Regions from separate parts of the Ovis aries genome. Here region 2 is linked to region 1. Evidence: chromatin contacts called from public Hi-C data. All regions are on one chromosome and are shown on one strand. Each heading gives the region's core, a stretch centred on a gene start, on an enhancer-like site or on the middle of the called end of the contact. The rest is flanking DNA. Distances are from core to core; before and after follow the strand shown. Region 1 has its middle 56 kb from the start of SELENOF. Region 2 overlaps HS2ST1 (heparan sulfate 2-O-sulfotransferase 1).

The links. Hi-C and Micro-C count contacts between places; a contact is called where the count stands out from the background.
Region 2: a Hi-C map of hypothalamus shows a contact between it and region 1, with 7 times the contacts expected there. The contact joins two enhancer-like sites. A contact is called at or near these places in 11 of 16 Hi-C or Micro-C datasets (blood, hypothalamus, liver and 6 more).

The regions. Positions count from the first base shown.
Region 1 is chr1:63,949,675-63,956,212 of ARS-UI_Ramb_v3.0, reverse strand. No RefSeq gene overlaps it. Among named protein-coding and RNA genes, the nearest start is that of SELENOF, 56 kb to the left of the region's middle. Within about 2 kb of position 3,177, at least 9 of the 54 cell types and tissues checked have an H3K27ac peak or open chromatin away from gene starts, as enhancers often do. A contact at or near this core is called in hypothalamus, where this site is marked.
Region 2 is chr1:64,165,213-64,171,750 of ARS-UI_Ramb_v3.0, reverse strand. It overlaps HS2ST1 (heparan sulfate 2-O-sulfotransferase 1), which reads right to left. Exons shown (of 7, transcript XM_012175327.5): 3 at 1,765-1,850. Among named protein-coding and RNA genes, the nearest start is that of HS2ST1, 160 kb to the right of the region's middle. Within about 2 kb of position 3,755, at least 3 of the 54 cell types and tissues checked have an H3K27ac peak or open chromatin away from gene starts, as enhancers often do. A contact at or near this core is called in hypothalamus, where this site is marked.

The sequences.
Region 1 (6,538 bases), core at 1,928-4,427:
AGGAGGCTTATTCAGATCTACTTGCTAATCTCAGGGAGCCTCCTAGGGAGACAGGAGGCAACTGGGACACCCCTGGGGATGGAGATGCTGGTGGCAGCCCTTTTGGGGAGCATATTTAATCACAGTAACACTGGTACTTAAAAGAGCCATTTTGGAATACTCTCTTTAATCTTAGCGCCAGGGACCCGGCCCCTCCCAACAGTGGCCTGGCATCCCCACACCCTCTCAGGATACAGCAAAAGCAGTTCTAAGAGCAAAGCTTATAGCAATGCAAGCTTGCCTCAGGAAATAAGAAAAATCTCATCAACCTAACTTTATACCTAAAGGAACCAGAGAAAGAACAAGCAAAACCCAAAGTTAGTAGAAGGAACTAAATCATAAAAATCAGAGCAGAAATAAATGAAGCAGAGACTAAAAAAGAAAAAAAATCAATAGAAAAATTTTAAAAAAGAAACTAAGACTTGTGGAAACCAAGGAGAAATTGGTTGACAGAGCTTGGAGGAATGTTCTAGATGAAGAGAACAACATGACCATGGGCCTGTCAGCCAGAAATTACAGGATGTGCTTCAGACACCGTATAATAGTTCAATCCGACTACTGCAGACATGTGAGAGTTCTGTTTTTGCCACTCAGCCACAATTATTCATCCTTTTTCTACTGGAAATAATATGACATATTGTATTTTGAGAATAACCCCTCCCTGTAGTTATCTCATTAGTGAAGTGAAGTCGCTCAGTCGTGTCTGACTCTTTGCAACCCCGTGGACTGTAGCCCACCAGGCTCCTCTGTCCATGGGATTCTCCAGGCAAGAATACTGGAGTGGGCTGCCATTTCCTTCTCCATCTCATTAGTAGTAAGAGATTGACAACCTTCAGCTTCTAATTCGGGTCCCAACTGGGTTCAGTTAGTCAGCATAATCTAGCCCCAGAGTGACTGATTCAATGATGGGCATGTAACTCAATTTGGACCAGTGAGAATCAGAGGCAAGACATGTGTTGAAAGTGACAGAGTTTTATCCAGAATTTAACTGTAAAGTCTCTTTCCACTGGATTTGAAATTAAGAGGATGTAGAGACAGGAGCTGCTGCAACCAGCTCGTGACCATGAGGGCAGAGCTTGACTAAGAATGAAGCCAGCACAGCTGAAAGGCATCCCGAAGGTAGAAAGATAAAACCTCGTTTCTGATCAATTCACTCCTGAAGCTGAAACAATCTGTGAGTAATCCATTAGCCAGTTAATTACGACATCAATGAATTCCCTTTATCTCTTAAGCCAGTTTAAACTAGAATTCCTACCTCTACTTAAAAACATAAGGGTTAAGACTAGGAAGATAGTTTGAATCCAGGACAAAGGATGTTGAATAGCAAGTCTTGAACTAGATTTCACAGGAAAAATTTTTGACAAGGATTGACGTAATTCTTCAATTTCCCTTTAGGCTGTACAAAGCGGTTTTACATAAACTATCTTACTGAATCTTCAGTTTTCCAATGTCATACATATTATCTTCCATGAGGAAATTGAGTACCAGAAAGTCTAAATGACTTGCTTTACAATCGTGCAGCTCATGAAAGAGCAAAGTGTCAGTTTTGGATCTTTCAATTCTGAATCCTGCTGCTAAGATCTCCTGCATCGCAGGTGGATTCTTTACTGTCTGAGACACCAGGGGAGCCCAAAGCTGCTTCAGCAACATGCAAAAGAAAAAACAAAAGCAAAGCAAGCAAACAAAAAGCACCTGAATCTGAAGACTTGAAGGATCCTTACCTCCAAGATACCTTTCTGATTTCATGACCTGTCAGTGTTGGAATTCACATTTGGACAGAATGAGGTGCTGCTGGTATAGATCTCTTCTGATCCTTGGAATCATCTAGAGTGTTGCCATGCAAAGAAGATGGGCTTCAAGTACATAAAGCTTGACTGCTCCTTATCACTATGGCCACTGAGGAATTCATTTAATATTTCTTCATGCATTGGAGAAGGAAATGGCAACCCATTCCAGTGCTCTTGCCTGGAGAATCCCAGGGACGGCGGAACCTGGTGGGCTGTCGTCCATGAGGTCGCACAGAGTCGGACACGACTAAAGCAACTTAGCAGCAGCAGCATTTGTAAAACAGTGGTGACAATTGCTACCTCGTTTGGGTCAATATGAAAATTGAACAGGTAAAGTGTCTGTTACAATAGGCATCTGTAAAAGTTAGGTCTCTTTATTATGGAAGGTAGTAGAAGCAGGTTTTTGAATCAGTCTTGGTTTTAAATTTTCACTCTTTTCCTAACTAGCTCTATGCACCCACCTGTAGAGTTGGTTCTTTCTTTCTCTTTTTCAATCTGTTGGGTTTTTAAAATATTTATTTATGTGGCTGCACTGGATCTTACTTGCATCATGTGGGATCTTTCGTTGCGGCACATGGACTCCTGATCAGTAGTTGTGGCACTCCAGCTTAGTTGCTCCTCGGCATGTGGGATCTTAGTTCCCTGACCAGGGATTGAACCCTGATCCCCTGTGTTGCAAGGTGGATTCTTAACCACTGGACCACCACGGAAGTCCCTAGAGTTGGTTCTTGAAGGACAGGTCTGTCCTTACCTCTGCTGAATCCACAGTGGCCCTAGAAGGCAGTCAGTAAATGTTTAAATGACAAGTTTCCTAAGCTTTAAATTTAAACAATTGAGATAAAATATATAGTACAAGTATAGTATAAGAAATCAGGATATAGCATGAAACAGTCCAATCCCTGGCCCATAGTAAGTGTTCAGAAAATCATAATTGAGCTGATTTCTATTGAATACTTACTTGTACCAGTCCCTGCTCTAAACACCAAAGATATTCATACAATTCTCAAATCTCCATCCCTGTTTTACAGATAAAAATCAAAGCTTCATTTTTATTATTATCTAAATACTTAATGTCACTTTAGGCCCCATGACTTGTGAGTCCAACTCTTTCCTTTTAAGGTTTGGGACCCTCAAGGAGTCTGATTCAGGGTCTGTTAAATTATGGCTTCTCTCTTTCCTTTTTTGCCTTGTTAGAATGAAATAAAGCCTTCTTTCTTTAAAGAACACAATGAAGACTTTCTTTTGATTTTCCTCCTCTTTCTCCCATTATTTCCAGAGTGAGGTTGGCCTGCCTGAGGTTTTGTCTGGCAGGAGCCCTTTAATTCAGAGAAGGCCAACAACTCACTGAGCCGGCAGGCCTTTGCCCTCAGCTGGCTGACAGTGAAGCCGCAGTTGGACCTCCCAGCTGGGGTTGTCTTGCATTCTTTCCCCGAAATTGCATGCTGCCATCTGCTGGCCAAATCTAGTCATCACACCCATGTTTTCAAGGTTTCCAAATGAGGCTGCGGTGCATGGGGTCGCTGGGAGTCGGACACGACTTCCCTTTCACTTTTCACTTTCATGCATTGGAGAAGGAAATGGCAACCCACTCCAGTGTCCTTGCCTGGAGAATCCCAGGGACGGGGGAGCCTGGTGGGCTGCAGTCCATGGGGTCGCAGAGTCAGACATGACTGAAGCGACTTAGCCCCAGCAGCAGCAGCAAATGAGGCTCCAACTGTCTCTCACAACTGCTTCCCAAAACACCTTCAGGGGCTACCCCAGAGGTGAATTTAGCAGACAGACCAACGTGACAAGTCTGTGGACCTTGGTTCAAAGCTAAGGTGCTCAGGCAAAGATTGTTGGTGGCTGATTTCCACTCAGGAAGGTAGAAGTGAGTTTCCATTTCACTGTCCTGGTGAAACCCCTCCACTAACTCTCCTCCTATCCTACAAGTATGCCATCTTGTCCAGAGCCACATGTTTTATACCCATCTCCATCTCCCACCAACCTGACACTGTTTCATCCATGAGACCTGAATTACCATAACAATCCTTTACAGGAACGTTTGGTGAAACAGCCACACTCAGAAAAGTCTTCTATATCCTTCTCCCAGGTCTCCCAGAGACCCCGTTCAAGTTTTCCCAGTTGTCTCAGAGGTTCCTCTGCAACAATGGACTTAATCCAAAGACAGGTGCTGTTCCTCATGCCGTGTTCTCTTGGTATCTTTCAATCTGGAACATTCCTCACTTTTTGACTTTTATAACCTTGGCATCTGTTGGGGTGCAGTCCCTGGCCTACAATCCTTGTAGTTGCCCAGACTCAAGACCAAAGAAAGAGCCCAGAGACAGTGACAGGGACATCAGTGGCTTTTTGGATAAGGGATCTTACGTGTCCAAAGCGAAGGGTCCTGGAGCAATATCCCACCATGGTCAGCAGACAGCAGGCAGGGCATGGCAGCAATCTCTGCTTCTTGGGGGAGAAGGGGACTACGATTTATAGGTGAATTGACGTCAGGTTGGTTCATCTGTTATGAGGGGAAACCAGCAGCTAGCGCAGGGGGCAAGCCTGTAACCAGTTACTGATTAAGCCCTGTAATTAAGAGGCTAGATAGTCATGTGAGTGAAGCAGGAACTGGCAGAGCAGGAAATGAGCAGAGAGCAAGAGAACAGTCGTCTCGAGTGACCTGACCATGCTTTCCACCCCTACATCTCCTTGCCGTCTTGGTCTGCCCCTTTTCCATGCTATCCCTGGGCTCAGGTATGTAGAGGTGCACTGCAACCCAGACACCACAAATGCAGTCCAGAGACAGACAGCTAGAGAGTAAAAAGATGGGCAAACTTTGGAGCCAGGTGCTTGTTGGGTCAATTTTTTTCATGGAAGTCCAGAGGAGGATAACAAGGGTGTCTTACTGACCGCACAAACTCATTTCACAGTGATGCCACTGTTATCCCTGAATCCTCAAATCCTAGTCAAGCCTCTGATCAGACTAGGGATGAAATGGAGACATTTAACAGGCACAATACAGGGAAGATTGTAACCATTAGCCAGACTTCAAGCAGTAACAGCATTCTAGGTCATACCACCCCTGCCCATGGGCTTTGTCCAGCAGCACCGTCCTGCCTGTCCACCCTCAGTGCCCACAGCCAGGGCTGAATCCAGGAGAGGTGGCTTAACAACAGACCACAGTACAGTGGTGCCTGTCTCCAGTAGGGGCCGGGATTAGCTACCTTTGGAGTCTCAGACGGGCCAGGTAGAAGATAGGTGAAACGTGTTAAGTCTCTTTCTAATCCTATTCCTCATGAAGAAGCAAACCCAAATCAATGGGGACTTACCTGCCAGCCCCAGGGCCTTTCTGTGGTGTGTTCCCCTCAGTGTAGACCCTGTGGCCAGGGTAAAAGTGATTTGTTGCCCTGACCCACAGTTGGCAGTGGTCCTTCGGTGGGCAGCAGTTGAAGTTGGATGGCATGGGCTGGTTGCCTCTGGGTTAACACTGCGCAGGCACTGGGACAATTGCTCCTGGTGTGTGTCCATGTGTTGGGGGCCTCACTGTTCTTGAAGTAGCCCCTTCATCCTTCCCATTAGTCTGGGAGCAGCAGGGTGGTGAGGCAGGTGGAAACACTAGTATATGACTTTTTATCAGCCCATCCCCGATGGGAATGGCCTTCATGGCCGGCAAACTGGGATCCTTGGTCACTGTCAATACCGATGGGTGCCGTGTGTGTCATGCACAGCTGTTAACACTAGAGCCTGAACACTGCTTCTTCTGGTTGCTTGATGGCTCGGGTGCGCCTGTTGTGACATCTTCCGCCTGTTGGAAGGCACTGTAGGATGCAAGCCGCAACTGTTCCATCACACTGCAACCTTCCACAGCTGAGGACAGAAGTCCAAGGGCACTCTGTTATTTCTCTGTTACCATAGTTACCACAGGCCCCAAGCAAACGCTTCCAGGTAACTGTGTGTGTGCTTAGGCGCTCAGTCGTGCCCGACTCTTTGTGACTCCACGGACTGTAGCCCAACAAGCTCCTCTGCTCATGTCATTCTTCAGGTAAGAATGTTGAAGTGGGTTGCCATTTTCTTCCCGAGCCAGGGATCAAACCACTGGTTTCCTACATTTCAGGCAGATTCTTTACCGTCTGAGCCACCAAGTAACTGGCCACGTCCAATTTGCAAGCCTGTCCCTGAGTTAACATCCCTAAAGCCTGAGTCTGTAACTGTTTAGGAGTGGTGGGTATCCTTGTATTTTGTAGATAATCCAAGTCCTTTCATTTTGTCTGTATTCACCAGCCACACTCATGCCGTCAGATGAGCCGTGAGCATGGTTTAAATTGGAAAGAGACGAAGGTTTATAGAGTATCATTAATATAACGGAAGAGGAAAACATCTCTCCTGGTGTTCAACGCCAACAGGCCCCACAGGCTAGTGGACAATCACCTCAGGGTGACCTGCACAACTTTCTGTTTCTTGTCCTTATTTCCTGACTTCTCAGCCCCCACGGGAGTTTCCTTGGCCTCTTGACTGGCTCACCAATTGCCAAATTGCACCCGCAGGCCTGCAAGTCTTGTAGCTGCCCAGCTTCAAGACCAAAGATAGAGCCCAGAGACAGTGACAGAGACATCTGTGGTTTAATAGATGGGGGACCTAACATGCCTGAAGCAAAGTCCTGGGGTGAAACCCCATCGTGTGTGGCAGAAAACAGTCAGGACGTGACAGCCATCTGTGCTACCTGGGAGGAA
Region 2 (6,538 bases), core at 2,506-5,005, 210 kb before region 1:
CATATTATGAAAATATTCAAATCCTTAAATGTTCATATCAGTATTTAATACATGAGATTAATCTTTCCAAGAACTCTGTATTTTTTCAACTGTAAGAACCCTAGCATACACCAGAGTTTCATTCGAAGACTTCTGCCAAAAGCAAAAGTACTCAATATTATTGTAATAATGAAAACCTCAAGTATGAAGCCAAGCTATGTGTGGGGGGAAAAAAATCATTTACGTGAAAGGGTAACAAACATTCAATTGAAGGATAATGCAGCCCTGAGGGAATATGCATATGAATGAAGTTTATGAAATTGGTTCAGTCCCTCTGCAAAGAAAAATAATTAGTTTATTTTAAAGCTGCCTATAGAATGTTTTCAATACTGCTGCATGAATAATTTACAGAAACATGCACATCTAACTTTAAAGCTAATATTTTACCGAAAGACCCTGAGTGCTGTAGGAGGAACCAGAAACGAGAATATGCTGTTTCATGTGTGTAACATTTGGGAGATTCCTTTCAATTACTTGCTTTCCAAGAAAGTTAAGAGTTATTATCAATGTGAATCTGCAACATTTCATTCAACTGTTTTTCTTTTCAAATTTGAAAAGTTGAAATGATAGTGGGACATCAATTTAACTTTTGGATTTTACACAGAATGCTCTTTGAAGTTGTCAAATACAAGGGGATATACTGCTCTGAAGTCATGACTGCTAAAGAAATGACTGAGCAAACACATCTAAGATTAAATAATTTAAAAGTAGGGGACCTCCCTGGCAGTCCAGTGGCTACGACTTTGCCTTCGAATGTGGGTTCAGTCCCTTATCTGGAAAGTAAGATTCCACGCGCTTCGCAGCCAAAAAAATAAAACAGATGCAATACTCTAACAAGTTCAATAAAAACATTAAAACTGGTCCACCTAACAAAAAATAATATTTAAAAACATTTTTAATGTTTTTGGAATAGTTTTATTAGGGGATAGATTTGCATTTGAGGTTTTCCAACAATAATAACTCTATGTGCTACAAAAAAATATTTAAATAGATTCACCAAACTATACATATTTAGAATATTCCTTTTAATCAGTCTTCTGATTAGTACTTACTGTGGCACAAACTCTAGGGGGAGGCACATAGTGCTTGGATACTGTACAAAGGCCTATACTTTATTAACTTTTCTGGAAAGAGTTATGACAGGAATACCTTGATCCTATGCTTCCCCCAAAACATGGAAAATTAGAGTTATTTAGGTCCAGTTTCAGGCAAATCACTATAAAGAAAAATCACTTAAAAAAAAAGTCTTTTCATAACTCAATTGTAAAGCTAAAACAAGGTAGTCAGAGGGGAAGTGTGTCTTGGCTGAGAAGCAGACACTTCAGGTTATGAATAAGTGAGTAACGGCTTCTTTGCTTTCTCTGTTCTCAGTCAATGATGTGGTAGGTCATAATTCGACTGGCTTCTAGGTTAAAACTTGGAACTCTCCTGAAATAGTGTTATTTGATTGCACATGAAGCAGAAATATAATGATAAATAAGTTTAAAGGGCATTACCTAAATTTATCTGCCTTAAATTTCTAAAGTTAATCTGACAATCATCAATTCATGAACACTAGAGGGCAGTAAAACACTAGAAGGCATATTTACATTCCATATCTAAAGCGGCAAGCACAAGCCAGTGCTCTTCTAGAAACCAAAATCACAAGTATTTAATAACTTTATCTCTTCTTAGGTTGCTAAAGTACAAAGCATTCTTTCGTGTATAATTTTGGGTATAACTTACTTTGCAAAATCCAAATAAGAAATGTGCCCATGATAAAACCCTGGTTTCATCTCTTTCCAGGAAGTTATATTCTTTACAAAGCGCACCTAAAAAAGGAGAACATACTCATTACTTAAGTACAATTTAAAGAAAATAAAATTTTGTGATAGCAAAATGCTTTTCATTTAGGCATTTAAAGCTGATCACACCACTTTGACAATTATGGAGTTTGAAATACAGGCTTCAACTAAGAAAAGCATAGTGTGACCTGTAATTACTAATGCATCATAGAGAAGCTACTGTCACCACTCTTAGAAAAGAGTGAAAGAGGATCTTGAAAACAAAATTGCACAATGCAACCATTTACAATACTGTACAGTGAGTACATTTATATGGTGGGGGGGAGGGTATACAAACACACAAGCTGAAGCAGGTAGCAATTCAATATGGGGATAGTCTATGCAAATCTCTTCTTCCTAGAGACTCGTTATTCATAAAAATTCACATTTCTAATGACTAACAAATAAAACAAATATCAACTAATCCTAAAACCAAATGAGTGAAGAAAAGATGAGTATCAGAAGACTTTAAACCACTAAGAGCAGATATCATATGGTTGAGCAGATATCATCAACTTGTTGATAAAAAAGCTAAAAGATAAATTTTAAAAAATATCTAAATATTACTATTTTAATCTACTAGAATTAAAAGTATACAAAATATTAGTTAATACAACAGTTTAAGTATAAATATTAAAGTTTCAAGAACTGGTTAATACAGAACTTGATAAACCAACTACAAAACAGAATTATAAGAATTATGATACATAATTCTTCAAAGAAAAATAATATAAATTTCTGATAATCAAATCTCTGCAGGATCAACAGCAAGTGGTTAAGAATCTCTTCTGGAGACTAGAGACAGTGTGGGGATGGCTGGGGGTGGCGGCCCACCACCCTCTGCAGGGAAAGCCCCTGTAAGCTGCGACCTCAGCCCCTGACACAGAACTGTCAATCACCTACTTCTGACAATTCATCAGTCCTTCACTTACACTTTATAACAGTTAGTTACATGGTGATATTCTGGAGCACTTCTTACCAGGTTAGTCAATAAATTAATAGCCATGAATGATGGCTCCTGGATAAGGCCCACTGGTAGGAACAGAGTAGGGAAACTGCAGAAGCAGCCTTATGTCAGAGGATGTGAACTAAGGCAAGATGGAAGATTCTGGAAGGAGGATTTATAACTCAATTTATAACTCAAATACTAACAATGGAGTTAGAAACAATGGAGTTTTTGGAGGGGAAATGAAAAGAACCTTATGTTATTATTTTACACATACACATTATTAAAATCTGAAAATTGGATGTAGATAACAAAATTATGTTGTATTAGAGAGTACACAATTATATTATTTCAGCAGATATTTACAAATTGTCCCCACCAAAACGAATGAGCCAAATAAACATGTGACTTGAGATTTCAGGTTCTTTCCTATTTGTTCTTCAAGATATCAAACAGAATAAAAATATCAAATGGCAAATGAAAAAGAAACAGAAAATAAAATACTACTTAATCCATAAACTGAATCCTTAAAAAAGTTTACATGTTGAATATGAAAAACCCTTATAATTTCTACTTAATGGTGAATTATATAAGCTTTTGGTTCTGTGAAAATAATTTTCAGTATTTCAGTCCCAAATGAGGAAGAAATACAAGACAAAGAGACTAGGAATGGGAGATGGTGGTTCAAGGGTGCTTAAGATACTTACAGCTGAGCTCTTCAGAAGCTGAGATTTAAATGGATGTGATGGTATAAGAGGGAAATGAAAGGGAATGACAGATTGAAACCTAAGAAAACACTGTTATATAAGCCAAATGTTAGAGGATCATAGTACACTGGGATGAAAGACACGTATAAACTTCAAGTATCCTTTTTCCCTCCACCCTTCCAAAGGATGGTCAAGATCAAACTAAATTCTCCTGAAGACACACTCCATCTGCTGCGTGCTCTGTAATGTGAGGTGAAAAGCCCTGAAGCTGGATGAGACCTGGACTGCTACCGGGCTTCCCAAACTCAGTGTGCAAATGAATCACCTGCATTTTACCACCTCTTGTTAAAATGCAGACTCTGACTCCGCAGGTCTGGAGTGGGGTCCAAGATTCTGCACTTCTAAAAAGTTTCCACAGCATGGCCAGGTCAGCAGGTGACACTGAGGAGCAAGCCTTTAGCATGTGTGGACCCAGGACCCAGCTCTTGGTTTTATCAACATGAAGCTCGTTCTGTACTGCCTGCAAAGGAGGCCTGAGGTCTATAGAGGCTCTTTAACAAGGATATACTCTCTCAGCTATTGCTTTCATGATATGGAAAAAAAAAAAGTATGCTGAACTAAAACAGTGGTATAAATGTTATCACATATACAGATCATACACACACACACACACACACACACACACACACACACACACACAAGCTACCACAACATATAAAACAGGATGCCCCCGCCTACTCAGTCTCCTCCATCTGCCCACACAGTGATGCCTGAAGCACTCTGGAACCAAAGCATTCCAAGGAACACAGAAAGTAATAAAATAAATAAAAGGGCTGTGCCTCCATTGGACTCAGGGTACTCTGGTGAAGGCAGAACAGAACAAGGCAAGAGGCATCCACTGCTGTCACCGATCTCAAACTTTCCTGTTTGCAGAATCAGCACTTTAGAGGTAGAAGGGGCCTCGATATTTTGTACTCTTTATGTTACAGAAACTGAAGTCCAAGAACCACATAGCTCCGATTTTGGGTCCAATCATCCTATCAGAGAAGGCAATGGCACCCCACTCCAATACTCTTGCCTGGAAAATCCCATGGACGGAGGAGCCTGGTGTGCTGCAGTCCATGGAGTCGCCGAGAGTTGGACACGACTCAGTGACTTCACTTTCATTTTTCACTTTCATGCATGGAGAAGGAAATGGCAACCCACTCCAGTGTTCTTGCCTGGAGAATCCCAGGGATGGCAGAGCCTGGTGGGCTGCTGTCTATGGGGTCGCACAGAGTCGGACACGACTGAAGCGACTTAGCAGCAGCAGCAGCAGCGGCAGCATCCTTCTATACCACTGGCTAATTTCTTTAATCTATTATTGTCCAATTTAAACAAGGTTGGAGAGGTCTGGGGACTAGAAGACTTGAAAGAGAAGCAGACAGATATCTTTGACATCATAATACTGATCAACAGACTAGGACACTGAGAATTTCAGGTTCTGTCCAATGCTCAGGAAATCCCTGAGATCCAGACAGTCAAATCTCCAAGATCTCAAAGCTCTGTTGATATATCTCTCTCAACTGTATATCTTCCTGCTTACATTCATTATAATCTCAACTTCCAATCTACTCTGTGCACTATCTCTTGTACTGAATAACCATTTTTTGACAATGGCCACTGACTTAGTCTTGCCTTTTTATTGTCCTGGGTAACCTCAAGGGTTGCTGAACAATGCTGGTCAAAACTAAGAGACCCAGGCTAAATGTAGGACTTTGAATCTTATTATACCAAATACATTCTGAGGCATATTCAGGTACATTACTAAATTCTCTACAGTCTTTTTTTTTTTTTTAATTTTTTAATTTTTTGGCCGTGTTGCATAGCATGTGGGATCTTAGTTCCTAACCAGAGATCGAACCCATGCCCCCTGCATTGGGAGCACAGACCATCTGGGAATTCCCTACACTCTACTATTGCTAGTCTCCAAACACACAGAATCTTCCTCTAATCTCCAACTAAGAGAATACTGAAAGCTACAAACTTAATATATATGTGAATGTATTTTTTTCTTTCATCTAATCAACATTTAACTAAGGCAATCTGTTAAAATCTCATTAATAAAGCTGTGGCTGATTTGCAATAAATTCAAAGATGCTGAGCTGAGATTTACCTTCCCTTCAGAGGGAAGCAAAAAGTGCTAAGTAAACAAATACTGTCAATAAGGTTAAAGTGGTAGTTCACACTAATCTGGAGAAAAGTCTGAGCATTTATAAGTGTCATTTATATATGACTGAAATTCTACACCATCCTAATCTCCTTTTCAAAAGTAATCTCCCAGGACATAAAAACCTAATTAATGCCCTCTGAAGAACATACTTTTTAAAAGTTTTCCTTTCAAAGTATTAATTTAGCCACATTTAATTTTTATCCTCTGAGTTCTCCAGAATTTTCCCTGCCTCTCATCGGTCATATTTGCTTACGCCCTTTCATCAGTCTAGCTGCAGGCCCTGCCCTGTCACTTTCTGTGTTCTCGTCTCTTCTCTTCCACTTGCCTTTCAGTTTTTCTTCTGGTTTTCCTCTACAGTGGTGCATTCTGCCCAAGACTGTGAGATAAAGCTCTGGGATAGACAGGAGGAGATAGTAAGGGGAGATGTAGATAGATAGATAGTAAGGGGGGACGTAGATCAGGTGGGCAAGCTTCTACTCAGTTCATTTTATGGAGTCTTACTGACTACGATACTTGGCACTAATGAAAGATAAAGAGAGGGGGCAAAAAGGAGCTAAACTAATAGTGTCAAATGAGGCTGAATCTGAAAACGCTGAAAACTCTTGGGGAAAAGAAATAAAGTCACCATAGCAAGTTTATTCAAAGAGATTTTCCATACTCTGACTGCAAAAGGCTAGCAAGAAGGTGTTCCAGAAATAGTAGTTAGATAACAACACAGGAAAAAGAGATGTTTTATGGCTAGCCTGGAGCAAATTTTAAACTGTGATTTTTGTCAGATTTTATAACTCTTAAGCAGAGTTAGGCTAGCAAG